Regions from separate parts of the Sus scrofa genome. Here region 2 is linked to region 1. Evidence: chromatin contacts called from public HiChIP or PLAC-seq data. All regions are on one chromosome and are shown on one strand. Each heading gives the region's core, a stretch centred on a gene start, on an enhancer-like site or on the middle of the called end of the contact. The rest is flanking DNA. Distances are from core to core; before and after follow the strand shown. Region 1 overlaps PLCL1 (inactive phospholipase C-like protein 1). Region 2 overlaps PLCL1 (inactive phospholipase C-like protein 1).

Region 1 (6,596 bases), core at 264-2,763:
CACATCAAGCCTGCCTTCAATCAACTCATCAGATCCTCCCAAATTCAGAAGGACAGCATCTGGATACAAAGACAACTTGCTGAATTGCTGTCAGTGGAACATACTGGGGTTTTTTTCCCATAAGAAAAATTTCCCTGATGATTTTATTATAGAAATACAGCATCCATAAAAATGGAGGTAAAACAGTCCACTATAATGGACCATGGTGCATCCAGTATAGCAACCAATGTTATAGTCTGGGAACAACATTTTAAGCAAAACACTGACAAATCAGAACATGCCACTTATTTGCTGAGTGAATCTGAGCGAGTTATTTAAACTGTCTGTCCCTCAATCTCATCTAAGAAAATAGGGTCAACATCCTGCACTTCATAAGCCTAGTGAGAATTAGATAAGATAATATATGTAAAGTGCTCAGAACAGTGTCTGGAACAGGGTAAGCACTCAATAAATGTCAGGGGTCCTTACTGCAATGGGAGCATGGGAGGAGACATTCACATGACTCCCTTCAAGTATGTCAAGAGTTTCACATGAATACTTAAAACTTCCTCTTTCTAGCTCCTGAAGAAGAAACCAGACTGACTAGGAAATGCATCAGGGAAGAACTTGATTTGGGCTCAATATAAGAATTTTTTTCAAATAAAAGCAGCCTGAAAATGGAATTGGCTCCCTCATAAGACAGGAAGTCCCTTGCTGACTGGAGGCCAGTATCTACACATCCTCAGAGGCTCCTCCTCTACTGGAGTTGCTGTACCTGCTGCCTTCCAACAGCTCACCTAAAACAGCCCATCAGATTCCCTCCCACCATGTGTGGCACACAGTAGTTACTCAAGACATCCTGGATTGCCCTTGTTTGGGGTTTCTCTGTGTCATATATGGTATGAATTTGCAAGTCAGGATGAAAAGTGTAGTTCATGTCTGTGAAACATAATTTTGAAGTTAACTGGTTCATATAGGAATTGAAAAAGGACCTAGTAGCACATCGGTCATGTTCTCATCAGTTGCTCTAACCAGACCAATGTGAACCCCAAAACACATCAGAGTAGTATTCAACTCTCTCATATCACAAAACACTTTGATTCCTCCTCCAAGTTAAGAATATACGAATAACTAGTTATTGTAACCTTAACAATACTTAGAGTCTTCTTCTTTGTTTACTAATAAGAATCTCCTGGAGTTCTCATTGTGGTGCAGCAGAAATGAATCCTACTAGTATCCATGAGGATGTGGGTTTGATCCCTGGCCTCGCTCAGGGGGTTAAGGATCTGGCATTGCTGTGAGCTGTGGCATAGGTCAAAGACACAGCTCAGATCCCAAGTTGCTATGGCTATGGTGTAGGCTGGCAGCCATAGCTCCAATTTGACCCCTAGCCTGGGAACTTCCATATGCTTCGGGTGTGGCCCTAAAAAGCAAAAAAAAAAAAAAAAAGAATCTCCTAAACTTTAAGCTGAGCATATGACTACCTAGGTAAACACCACATGTCCCAGCTGGATGTGGCCATATCACTGACAGGCCAATGAGATAAAAATAGAAGTAATTGGAGCAATTCACAGATAACTTCCTTAAAGCTACTTGCCCTCCTCTTCTTTTTCTCCCCTTTCTTATGGAACAGAAGGGGGATGTGGTGGTGAGCCAGTTTAATCAAAGGGACAAAACAACACCTAAAGGACAGCCCAAAAAGAAGGCAAAAGGAAACAAGACCCCTGGATCAGAGCCACTTACCTGATTCAGAATAGCATCCCTAGTTATAGAATGTTACTTATTAGAGAAATAAACTTCTGCGTATCTTGTTGAAGCTAATGCATGTTTGAGCAGCTTAGCTTCCCAATAAATACATTTATAAATATTGAAAGTAAACTCCCTCATTTCAAAGGCTCAGAGATTCATGTATAAATATTCTCAGCTAAATTCCTCCTTTAATAAAGACTTTTAACAGTGAAAGTCTGAATTTAAAATTCAGGTGTAGATCAAGCCAGCCATCTAAAGCAAGCAATGTTTTTGTTTATACAAACAATGGTATACTTTCTGGAAGCTGGAAACAGAAAAGTTTACGAAAGAAAAGATCAAAATGATGCAGGAAAAGAGTACTTGAAGAAAACTATAAAGACAGTCCCTTAAGGGTCATAGCACCAAGATCCTCATAGGAGTAAGACAAATAATCTACTTTAGTCCTCTACTTGTCCTTTAAAATGCTCAAGTCGTTTTCAACTGTAAAAACTGAAAATCAAAATTGAAACCATGAATAAGAATTCAGAAGGATTTAAGACACAATCAGATAAACACAAAGCTAAGCTTGCATGTCCATAAAAAGCCTCAGAGCAGTGTTTTAGACCTTTTAAGAAACTATATTTTTAAAAGATAATAAAATCCTAGGCAGAGTTGTTAAAGGGCTTAAGTCACGGTTTGGTTTTCTCCAGACTTTTCTTGAAGGAGTTCAGAACAAAAGAAATATCTGATGCAGAGTTTTCACATTGTATAAATAAATATCTAATATCTACATCCAGGACTTTTCAAAGTTACGATTCCAACCTTCTTAAAAAAAAATTTAATGCCACTAATCACATCCTCAGTTGATCCCAATGTCAGTGGAGAATGCTATTTTTCTCTTCTGGCTTTTAACAGGTTTTAAACAGCGGAAAACGTTCCATAAGCTGGTCTTACTATCCATGAAACCAGACAGCAATTGGTTCTCTATGATGTGAGCTTTCCTGGAAATCACTCTTCAATATATGCACCACTGAGGAAATTGTGGGTTTTATCCTTATTTTAACATCTTGCACTGCCATATAGCCTGGAAACCCCCTTCCTCTAACAATACATACAGGAACACAATAATGACCCAAGGCCCAGGTAAGTGCGTACTTTGTGTATGGCTGTTAGGAGTAGTTTCTGTAATATGATTCTTCTAATGAAACTTATTCAATAAAGTTGAAAGGGAGTAAAATAAATAATTGATTTTATACACTAGACACCAGGACTCAACAAAATACCTCTTTAAGGAAAAAAAAAAAGACCCACATCTTTAACAACCAAAAAAATCTTTCTCTGTCTGGAACATCATTTCTTCTTTCCAATTATAATTTATGAGCTTTTACACTTTTTCTTATGGTGCACCTACAGCATATGGAAGGTCCCAGGCCAGGAACTGAATCCAAGCCACAGCCGCTACAATGCAGGATCCAGTAACCCACTGCACAGGGCTGAGGATCAAACATGCACCTCTGCAGTGACCTGAGCTGCTGCAATCAGATTCTTAACCCACTGCACCACACCGTTAAAGTTTTATACTTTTAACAGTGAAGGTAGTAGAGGACATCTGCTCAAATAGATCAGTTGAATCAATTTTCTCAGAGAGTTTTCAGAAATACACTCTACTCAGCCAAATCAAATGCACAAGAATATTGTGAGAAACTGAAGGTCATTCTTAAATTCTTGTGAAGGTCAGATTAAGAATAAAATCCAGAAATCTGAATCTACTTCTTTTTAAATCTTATGAGGTCATAAAAAAATTGGAAAATGTTGGTACCAGTTCTCCACCAATTTGTTTTGTGATATGAGGAAGTCAATAATGACTCTAAATCTCAGTTTCCAAATCTGTAAAGAGGTGGATGGACCTATTATGAAGTATACTCTTAATTTCCTATTAAAGCTTTATGTATTGGCATTTCCTGGTGAACTAGCAGTTAAGGATTTGGCATTGATACTGCTGTGGCTCAGGTTCAACCCCTGGCCCAGGAAACTCCACATTCCAAAAAAAAAAAAGAAGAAGAAAAAATCTTTGCATATTAAAGTACAAAAAAAAAAATGTGTAAAAATTCAGATGCAGTTAGAAATGAAATGTCTCTAAAATCTATAAGCTAATTGTTTGTTATTAAATTTATCAAAATTCTAGATCCAGTAGACTGTTCATATTGATAACAAATTATATTTTTATTTAAAGAATCTAATAAAATTCATCAAGAGTGGGGAAAAATCATCACTACAACAGTGACCTAATTCTGAAACTAGGACATTATATAATAATAGCCCCCAAAGATTTTTATGTCCTATTTCCCAGAACCTATGAATATGTTAGGTTCCATGGCAAAGGGGAATTAAGATTATGAATGTAATTAAAATTATTAATCAACTGACTTTAAATAAGATTATCTTGGATTATCTGGGTAAACCCAACATAATCACAAGGATCTTTAAATATGCAAGAGGGAGACAGAAGAAAATGAGAGGGGATAAAAATAAAAGTTAAAGGTGGTGTGAGGTGAAAAAGACTCCACTGGCTGTTGCTGGCTTTGAAAATGGAAGTGGCCATGATCTAAAGAATGCAGCAGATTCCAGAAAATGAAAAGGGCAAGAAAATGGATTTCCCCCTAGAACCTCCAAAAAGGAACACAGGCCTGCCAATACTTTGATTTTAGTCCACTGAGAAACATTTCACATTGCATATCTCTAGAACAATAAGATAATAAGATTAAACTTAGTTTGAAAACACTAAGTTTGTGTTAATTTGTTAAAGCAACAATAGAAAACAAATATTTCGGGTCTCTAAAATGAAGATTTTGAAGAGTAAGAAATCCAAACCTCCAATCTAGAAGGTATGCTGAAATAATCCCCTCAAACTTGTTGTTGTTTATTAAATCCCTCTGACTTTCAACTCAAATGTGTTCACTTAGCTAGAGAGATGGTGGTTGTTTTTTATTGCAGAACAACTCAAGATTAAACCACCTTAACTGCTTTAACCCTGGCCCCATAAAACCAGATGAGTATATTCTTAAATAATTGCTTGTTGTTTGTTTTGGGGGGTTTTTTTGTTTTTGTTTTTGGAAATTTGGGATCCTGGGGATTTCAAGCTTGAGGGACAAAGAAAATAGAAAAAATTCTGTCCTTCCTTAACTCCACACTATCAAACACACACATACTTAATATCTGTGAGCCTGGAACAAGTTTCCCTACATCTCAGAGCTTTGGCTTCCTTATTTGCAAGGCTGAAATAATAACAATAGCTATGTCTTGCCAGACCCTTACAAGAATTAAAAATAATGTAAGATTTTGAGGTACCAGTCCCTCCCATCAGTAAGCCTACAGCAAGCCCCTGTACCAACTTCAGCCACAAGGGGGGAAGACATCAGAAGCAAGAGAGGCTACAACCCTATTGTCTGCAAAAAGGAGACCACACCCAAAAATCTATGCAAAATGAAAAGGCAGAGAATTATGACTCAGTTAAAGGAACAAGAAAAAAAAATCAGAAAAACAGCTAAGTGATCTGGAGATTACCAACTTCCATGACAGTAAAGATGATTCAAGATCTTGGAAATAAACTGGAGGCAAAGATTGATAAATTACAAGAAACACTGAGCAAAGAAATAGAATATTTAAAGATTAAACAAGCATAGGTACAAAATACAATCACTGAAATAAAAAATTCACTAGAAGAAACCAACAGCAGAATACAGGAGGCAGAAGAGGAAATAAATGAGGTGGAAAACAGACCACTGGAAATCACTTGTGTGGAATAGAAAAGAGAAAAAAGATTGAAAACAAATGAAGAGAGTCTCAGAGAACTCTGAGACAACAAAAACACACCAACATCCATATTATAAGGGTGCCAGAAGGAAAAGAAAGAGAGAGAAAGGGCCAGATAAAATATTTGAAGAGATAATAGCTGAAAACTTCCCTAACATGGAAAAGGAATCACTCACTCAAATCCAGGAAGCAAAACAAGTACCATGTAAAATAACCCAAAGGAGGTACATCTTGAAACACATATTAATCAAACTGACCAAATTAAAGACAAAGAGAAAATAATGAAAATAACTAGGGAAAAGAAACAAATAACATACAAGGGAACCCTGATAAGGTTATTGGCAGATTTTTCAGCAGAAACTCTGCAGGCCAGAAGGGAGTGACATGATATATTAAAAGTGATGAAAGGAAAAAACCTCCAACCAAGATTACTCTACCCAGAAAGGCTTTCATTCAGATTTGAAGGAGAAATCAAAAGCTTACAGATAACAAAAGCTAAGGGAATTCAGCAACACTAAACTAGCTTTACAACAAATACTAAAGGAACTTCTCTAGGCAGAAAAGAAAAGGCAGCAACAGGAAACAAAAATAGCACAAATGACAAGGCTCACCAATAAAGGTATATACACAATAAAGATACGAAATCATCCATGCACAATTATGCCATCAAAATCAGAAATCATTAAAAGAGGTGGGTACAAATGCAGGACACTGGAGATGCACTTGCAATTAAGAGACCAACAATTTAAAACAATCATATATATATATATATATATACACACATATATATAGACTCTTACATCAAAACTTCAGAATAACTGCAAACCAAAAACCTACAATAGATACATACACAAACAAGAAAAAGCAATCCAAATACAACACTAAAGGTAGTCATCAAACCACTAGAAAAGAGAACAAGAGATGGAAAGTTAAAAGGTCCACAAAAACAAATACAAAACAATTAACAAAATGGCAATAAGAACATACATATCAATAATTACCCTAAATGTAAATGGACTAAATGCCCCAACCAAAAGACAAAGACTGGGTGAATGGATACAAAAACAAGACCCATA
Region 2 (7,345 bases), core at 4,183-6,682, 280 kb before region 1:
CGTGGAATCAAAAAAAAGGACAGACTGAACTTCTTTGCAGAACAGATGCTCAGTCACAGGCATTGAAAAACTTACAGTCTCGGAGGAGACAGTTTGGGGGGTGGGGAGATGTGCCTGGGTTGTGGGATAGAAATCCTGTGAAATTGGATTGTTATGATCATTATACAACTACAGATATGATAAATTCATTTGAGTAATAAAAAAAAAGAAAAAAATTCATTCTAAGTACATTATATTTTGGGCCAATGATCAATGGAAAATCACGGCATTTTTTTTCCTAGTGGGTTTTATATTAGAAAACTCCTTAAACTTTAGATTACGATCTTTCTTTACCTGGGTCACTGCTATGGACTGAATGTTTGTGTCTCTCCAACATTCATCTGTTGAAGCCTTAATCCCCAACATGATAGTATTTGGAGGTGAAACTTTGGGGAGGTAATTAGGTTTGGATGAGGTAATTAGCCCCCATGATGGGATTGGTGCCTTTATAATGCGGTAAAATGATACAAGCTCACTCTTTCTTCACCTTGTGAGGAAACCAATAAGAGGGTTCACATCAGAAATGGACCCACTGACACTCTGATCTCCGACCTCCCAGAATTGTGAGAAATAAATGTTTGTTCTTTAAGCCACCCAGTCTATAGCATTCTGGTAATAGCAGCCTAAACTGATGAAGACAGTTACTGTATTCATTTTCTAGGGCTACCAAAGCAAAGAAACACAGCCTGGGAGGGTGGATCAAACAACAGAAATCTATTTTCTCACAGTTCTGGAGGCTAGAGGTCTGAGATCAATGTGTGGGCAGGACTGGGGCCTCCCTCCTTGGCTCATAGACGGTTGCCTTCTCCCTGTGTTCTAACTTGGTCTTTCTTCTGGGTGTCTGTGCTTCATCTCCCCTTCCTAAAAGGACACCAATCATACTGGAACAGGGTCCACCCTCACTCACGATCTCATTTTAACTTATCTACCTCTTTAAAGATACTATCTTCAAATAAAGTCACATTCTGAGGTACCAGGCAGTAAAGACTTCAACATACGCATTTGAGGGAAGCACAATCAGCCCATGACAGTCATCTCTCTCCCAGTGTTCAAATCTGTGCCTCAAGTTAACTTATTGTCTACATCCAACCACATTGGAAACCTGTGTTTAAAATTTGGGGATAGTTTGCCTTCTGTACTATGAATGATGAACCCTTCTCTACCTGTCTGAAGACACCCCCCCCCCCTGCATTTATGTGTTTGTAAGTTTAGGATTTTAATTACTATTATAAAATATGGCTTTATCATTGTTAATATGCTTTTCCATATGTTACATATGAAATAGACAAGTAACCGGTGGGGGCAGGCTTGTCATAAGATAGACAAAAACTCTGAGTCCAGAGACCCTGTGTTTTGATTCTAGCTCTGCCACTCATTAGCTAGCTGACCTTACTAAAGCTATTACCTACGCCCTCTGTCCCTTAATTTTTGCATGTGTAAACCATAAATATTAGTAGTACCTACATCATATGATTGCTATTAGAATTGAATGGTTTATCAAGTATGAAGTGCTTGGAACACTGTCTAGCAGAGAATAAGCATTTTAGAACAGTTATCTATTATTATTTGTTGTTGCTAAAGTGCATTCTGTATTAAGAAAAATATTTGAGGAGTTCCCATTATGGTGTGGTGGAAACAAACCTGACTAGTATCCATGAGGACGCTGGTTCAATCCCTGGCCTCACTCGCTCAGTGGGTCAGAGATCTGGCGTTGCCATGAACTGTGGTATAGGTCAGAGATGTAGCTCAGATCTGGTGTTGGTGTTGCTGCTGTGGCTGTGGCACAGGCTGGCAGCTGTAGCTCTGATTCAACCCCTAACCTGGGAACTCCCATATGCCCCAGGGTGTGGCCCTAAAAAGCAAAAAAAAAAAAAAAAAAAAAAAGGAAAGTATTTGAAAGAGAATCAAATTCATCAGTTTCATTCAGTCATCTGCTTGACTGCAGTCTTACAGTGATGATTTTTATCTTCCCCCAAATGTCCCATTTCTTTCTGGGGTGCATAAGCCGTTTTTCCAATAATTCTCTAAGTTATTGGATGAAAATAATGATGATCTCAAGATGAGAAGATTTTTCCACAAGTGTAGCAAAGACCAGTGGGAAAAGTTCTGCCTGTTCAAGACATAAGTGGAATGTAGAAATGAGAGCAAACTCTCAAGACATCTTCATATATTTATAGCACTAGGTATAAGATGAGCTCTTGATAAATATTTAAAGACTGACAGTGATGAAGATGGTGATGATTCACAAAAGGAGGAGGGAACTCAAGGATAAAATTTACCCAGGTTTTAAAAAAAGATCATACAAAAAGTTCTAAAGTTCAGTCACTTGGATTGTTAATAATATACGAATCATGTTGGAAAAAGAGAAGAAACCCAAAGATAATTAAAGTATCTTTTTTTCATCCTCTTATGAGCAATGAAGGCAAGAGTCACTAAGGTCTTATTGCACTAGGACAATTTTTAATATCTTTTCAGGTTTATATTCAAATAATTCAACAAACATGTTGAGCACATACCATCTGCTGCTTCTATTTCAATAAAAAAATTTTACTAGTTGTACAATGTAGAATAGGGCCACCAAGAAGTGTCTATAATGTGTATTCAGAATATTTGTATATGTGTGTGCACACTGCATTTATGAGGCATGAACTTAGGAGAACGGCTGGAAGGAGCTGAAGCAGTGATGTAGAAAACCATGCAACTCTATAAACACTCTGAGAATAGCCACTAGTTGCCCAGCAGACAGAATATGAGTACCTGGAGAATGAAAAAATGGCAGTGATCAGTGAGCTTACTGAGAGAAAAAGCTAAAGCCAAATTACCAATCTAGTGCCCATGAGCGCCTGCCTGTGTTTTGGGGAAAAAAAATGCCCTGGTCAGAAAAGATGAAGTTGAGGAGGAGCAGGCCAGGGAGAATGACACTCCCTAGCAGTAGAAGAAGGAAGGAAGAGGACAAAATGCCAACCCCATGAGAAAATGGAGCTGCCAAGAACTGCAGAAACACCCATCTTCCCACTTGCCACACAGGCATCAGGCAGTAGTAGGTTGGACATCGTGACCATGGATGTGAGGAACACAGACTGAGGTCCGCATCGAGCTCCGCTGCTTCCTGGTCAGGTATGTTCTCTTGAACAAGCCGCTTAGCTTCTGCGATCCTCTGTGATCCCAGCTTAGGCTGAGCATTGTGCTGAGGCACAGCCCTGCCCCTGAGGGAATGCAACCTCATACGGGTGAAGCCATGGGAACAAATCACTGCAATACAGGAGTGAAACTGAGTATAAGATACAGAAATAGCACAAAAAGATGATCTGGTTTTGATGAAAACTGAAGAATGGCGGGCATAGAGAGAAAAGATCAGGGAAGCATTCCTGAAAAAGTAACAGATGATGCTTGTGCTGGACTAAGTGAGGAGATAGAGCTGGTTAGTTGATTGAGGAGGGAAAGAACATTATGTGGAGTTCCCGTCGTGGCTCAGTGGTTAACGAATCCCAATAGGAACCATGAGGTTGCGGGTTCGATCCCTGGCCTTGCTCAGTGGGTTAAGAGTCTGGCATTGCCGTGAGCTGTAGTGTAGATTGCAGACACAGCTCAGATCCTGCGTTGTTGTGGCTCTGGCGTAGGCTGGTGGCTACAGCTCTGATTTGACCCCTACCATGGGAACCTCCATATGTCGCGGGAGCAGCCCAATAAATGGCAAAAAGACCAAAAAAAAAAAAAAGAACATTATAACTGGCAGGAATAGCATGTGCAAAGGCGCAGAATCCTGAAATTGCCCAATAAGTTTCAGGAACCACAGAACTGTGGGAAAGTGGGAGCATGAAATGTGGAGGTGAAGAGCTATGGAGTAGCCCCATCACAAGCCAAGAATGTGGAATTCTTTCCTATGGCTGACAGGTAAATATCAAAAACATTTTTATCTCACTCAAGTATACTTGGGCTGTTAAGAAAAAAAAAATTTGTGTTTCTGAATCCTCTTAAATGAATTTAGAGCATTTTTTTCCCCTGAAGATTAAAAACATATTAAAATTTCTCTCACAAGCATGTAATGGACTCGAAAAGACGATTGGATATTATTTTCCCAATAATATGGCCTCTTGTTTCTGTCATCTGGAGCTACGAATGGAATTAACCAAGTTTGGTTGTCAAAACCAATTAAAGTTAAGATTTAGCTAAAGCTACAAATAAAATTTCTTCCTCTGAGGTATATAATATTCTGGATTGTTGAGCTTCTCTATTGTGCTTCAACATACAAGTAAGTGGTAGATTCACAATAAGACACACCATTGCACATGGATCTTTTGAAATTACTAGACTTCTCCTAAATGTAAATCTTAATAGGAAAAATCACTGTAGTAGACAATAAATAATTAAAATTAATGTAAGTAATAGACACTTAAAGACATTCTCTCAAAACTTCAGTGAAAACTGAAGCCTAGAGATTAAAAAAAAAAAAAAAAAAGATTAGATTAACCATTTCAGGGTAGCTATATGACAACTGCAGGATTCATTCTCATAGACTCAAGGGGAATAGCGCCCCCTAGAGCTGTTAATGTACAACAAGTACAGTAGTATTTGAAGACAGCAGCTCTGGCCCATTCAGGGATCAATTAAACCTTGTGTTGCAAAAAGGAAATTGCAATGCTATAGAAATATCTAATGAAGAGCTCCAGGAAGATAATTTTAGTTGTACTTATATTTAATCTCAATGAAATTCACAAAGTCTCATGTAATTAATTATCAAGGCCAGCTGTAGCTCAGGGTCTCCTGTGAAAACTCTTCCTGGGTATCCTTGACAAAGGAGCCAAAGGAAATGACCTTCCCAGGAGCAGTTATTTAAAGAATAAAAACAGTGGTAATCACTTCACTATTTGCTCCCTTTCCCTCTGACCAGAGAGGAAGTTAAAGAACAAAATACTTCTGGGATGAACCCAGTAATCTGGAAGGTGTTGGTTGTTAAGGGAAGGATGACAGAAATGATTTACTGTGAATAATATAACTGTAATTTAGTAGCTAAGAAAGTGCTTTCCAAAATTCAGAAATGGAATTTCCACCCTGGAAGTGTTTGTAATTATTATATTGTTATACATTTTTATGTTTTTCACAAGAACCACTGAGAATAGGTCTAGAAAATCAAAACCTCAGAGTAGCTGTCATTTCTCCATTATCACTATGATTATATCTACATGTATCATACAGAGTTTACAATGAGTGGAGTTAATAGCTTGTTTCATGTAAGTACCAAGGGGTTATAACACACACACACACACACACACACACACACACACTATATATACACATAATTGTTTCTTTCAATGATATTCTTCCTCTCCCAGACAAAAATGTATTACAGATAAAAGAAAAGAGGAAGGAAATTGCTTTTTTTTCCCCCTCTGGTTTCAGATTACACGAAAAGATTCTATGGGCTGACTCAGAGGATACACAATATACATTGTTAAGAATCTTTAGTCTTATTCAGATTTAATATTAAGGGGTAGCTACAGTTAAAACTCACTTTTTACACACAAGCATTTACATGTCAGCTTCATTTTTTAGCAGCCTTGGATATCAGTTTTTGGGTGATATCAAATGCACAATAAACAAAAGAGCCTGTTTCCTCCAACATTTTTAATAAGTGTAAAGAACCATCTGGAAGATAAGGGAATGAGGAAGTCATGGGCAACCAGCCATGATTTCACCAGCAAACAAACTGTCTATAGCTCTTAAGTATCAATATGACTGTTTTATCAGATGTTCAAAATGTCCTTTTCTCTGCAGTCTGAACAAATAAACTACTGATTCAATAATATCCACCAGAGAACACAAGTAACTCTAAAACTTTCAATTTTCCCTCTCTATATATTTTTGCTTAAAATAAAGTGAACCTCGGAGTTTCCGTTGTGGCTCAGTGGTAACAAACCCGACAAGTATCTATGAGGACAATGGGTTCGATCCCTGGCCTCGCTCAGTGGGTTAAGGGTCTGGTGTTGCTGTGAGCTGTGGTGTAGGTCACAGATGCTGCTTGGATCCTGCATTGCTGTGGCTGTGCTGTAGGCTGGCAGCTGCAGCTCTGATTTGATCCTTAGCCTGGGAACTTCCATATGCTGTGGGTATAGGCCTAAAAAAGACAAAAAAAAAAAAAAGTGAAGCTCAATTAAATTTGGAGAAATATAAAATTACAATGAGGCAAACCCCTATTTCTGACCTAAGTCAATCAGAAACCCAGACCATACTTTGAAACCCAGACCATACTTTGAAGATATCTAGTCTATTTCAAAAGTATAAAAGAAATACATTTTATAATAATCTAATCTAATAATCTAATAATGCATGTTTGCGGGAAAAAAACCTCAACTTTCTGAAACTAGACTTGTTAGGAACTGATCAGGAACTTCTTTTTTGGTCCATAAGATTAATATTTCTAGGCAACAGGCTTCATAAACCAATTTTATTCTAGTTGTTCCATAATGTCAACTGCTGTGCAGCAGAAACCTGGGAAATCTCGAGTGTTCTAGTTGACTAAAGGATACCTCCGAGGGATTTGGGTTGCAATCCTTTTATCCTGGAATACATCGTGAAGTAATTTAAGAACTTTCCATCTCTGAGTCTATTGATTCAAAAGTCCATTGAGAATAGTATCTTTTAAATAAACACTCAAAGAGTTTGGCTATTTTTAGAACACATAGCTTTGCCCTGGCAGATTTACAAACCAAATCATAAGAGGTTAGTATATTTTGTTGCCGATTGAAGGATTCTCTTCATCTAAAACAAGACCTATACACTTCTTGGTCTCTGAAAGCAGGCAGTTCTACCTAATAATTTGATAAACTTTCCATAAAACCATCTGATAATGCGAAAGTTTAGGACCCAATTCTAAGTTATAGTTCTGTGACAGGGAATCTTTTCTTTCCAGAAATTATCTTCTCTCAAAATATTAATATAATGATTGTAATATCAATGATGATAATGATGATAAGTATTCCTTTCTTATTCAGATACTTTTCTGAACAGTAATGTGTAGATTTTTTGATGGATCTAAATAAGCTAAACTCCAAAGAGATTTCTTTTTGAAAAAAAAAATCTATAATTAATCTTCTCATAAAGCCATGGATTTTTCCTTAAAAGAGAAATTTAGTTCCTAATTGTTCTGCATTAGTGAATAGGCACCTTAACTTACTACAAATGCTTAAAGTATCACTACAATATGGGGAATGATTTAACAATACAAAATTGTTTTACAAGAAGTGATAAATATAGGAGAACCCCCTCCCACCTGGTCAGTTACTATGAGCATGCAGTTAGGTACATG

Evidence for each region. HiChIP or PLAC-seq counts read pairs in DNA pulled down with a chosen protein or histone mark.
Region 2: an H3K27ac HiChIP or PLAC-seq map of alveolar macrophages shows a contact between it and region 1. The contact joins two enhancer-like sites. A contact is called at or near these places in 1 of 47 Hi-C or Micro-C datasets (adipose tissue) and 2 of 2 datasets of contacts at active chromatin or transcription factors (alveolar macrophages and skeletal muscle).

The regions. Positions count from the first base shown.
Region 1 is chr15:101,639,133-101,645,728 of Sscrofa11.1, reverse strand. All of the region lies in intron 1 of PLCL1 (inactive phospholipase C-like protein 1), which reads right to left. Among named protein-coding and RNA genes, the nearest start is that of PLCL1, 19 kb to the right of the region's middle. Within about 2 kb of position 1,513, at least 2 of the 83 cell types and tissues checked have an H3K27ac peak or open chromatin away from gene starts, as enhancers often do. A contact at or near this core is called in alveolar macrophages, where this site is marked.
Region 2 is chr15:101,919,663-101,927,007 of Sscrofa11.1, reverse strand. All of the region lies in intron 5 of PLCL1 (inactive phospholipase C-like protein 1), which reads right to left. Among named protein-coding and RNA genes, the nearest start is that of PLCL1, 300 kb to the right of the region's middle. Within about 2 kb of position 5,432, at least 1 of the 83 cell types and tissues checked has an H3K27ac peak or open chromatin away from gene starts, as enhancers often do. A contact at or near this core is called in alveolar macrophages, where this site is marked.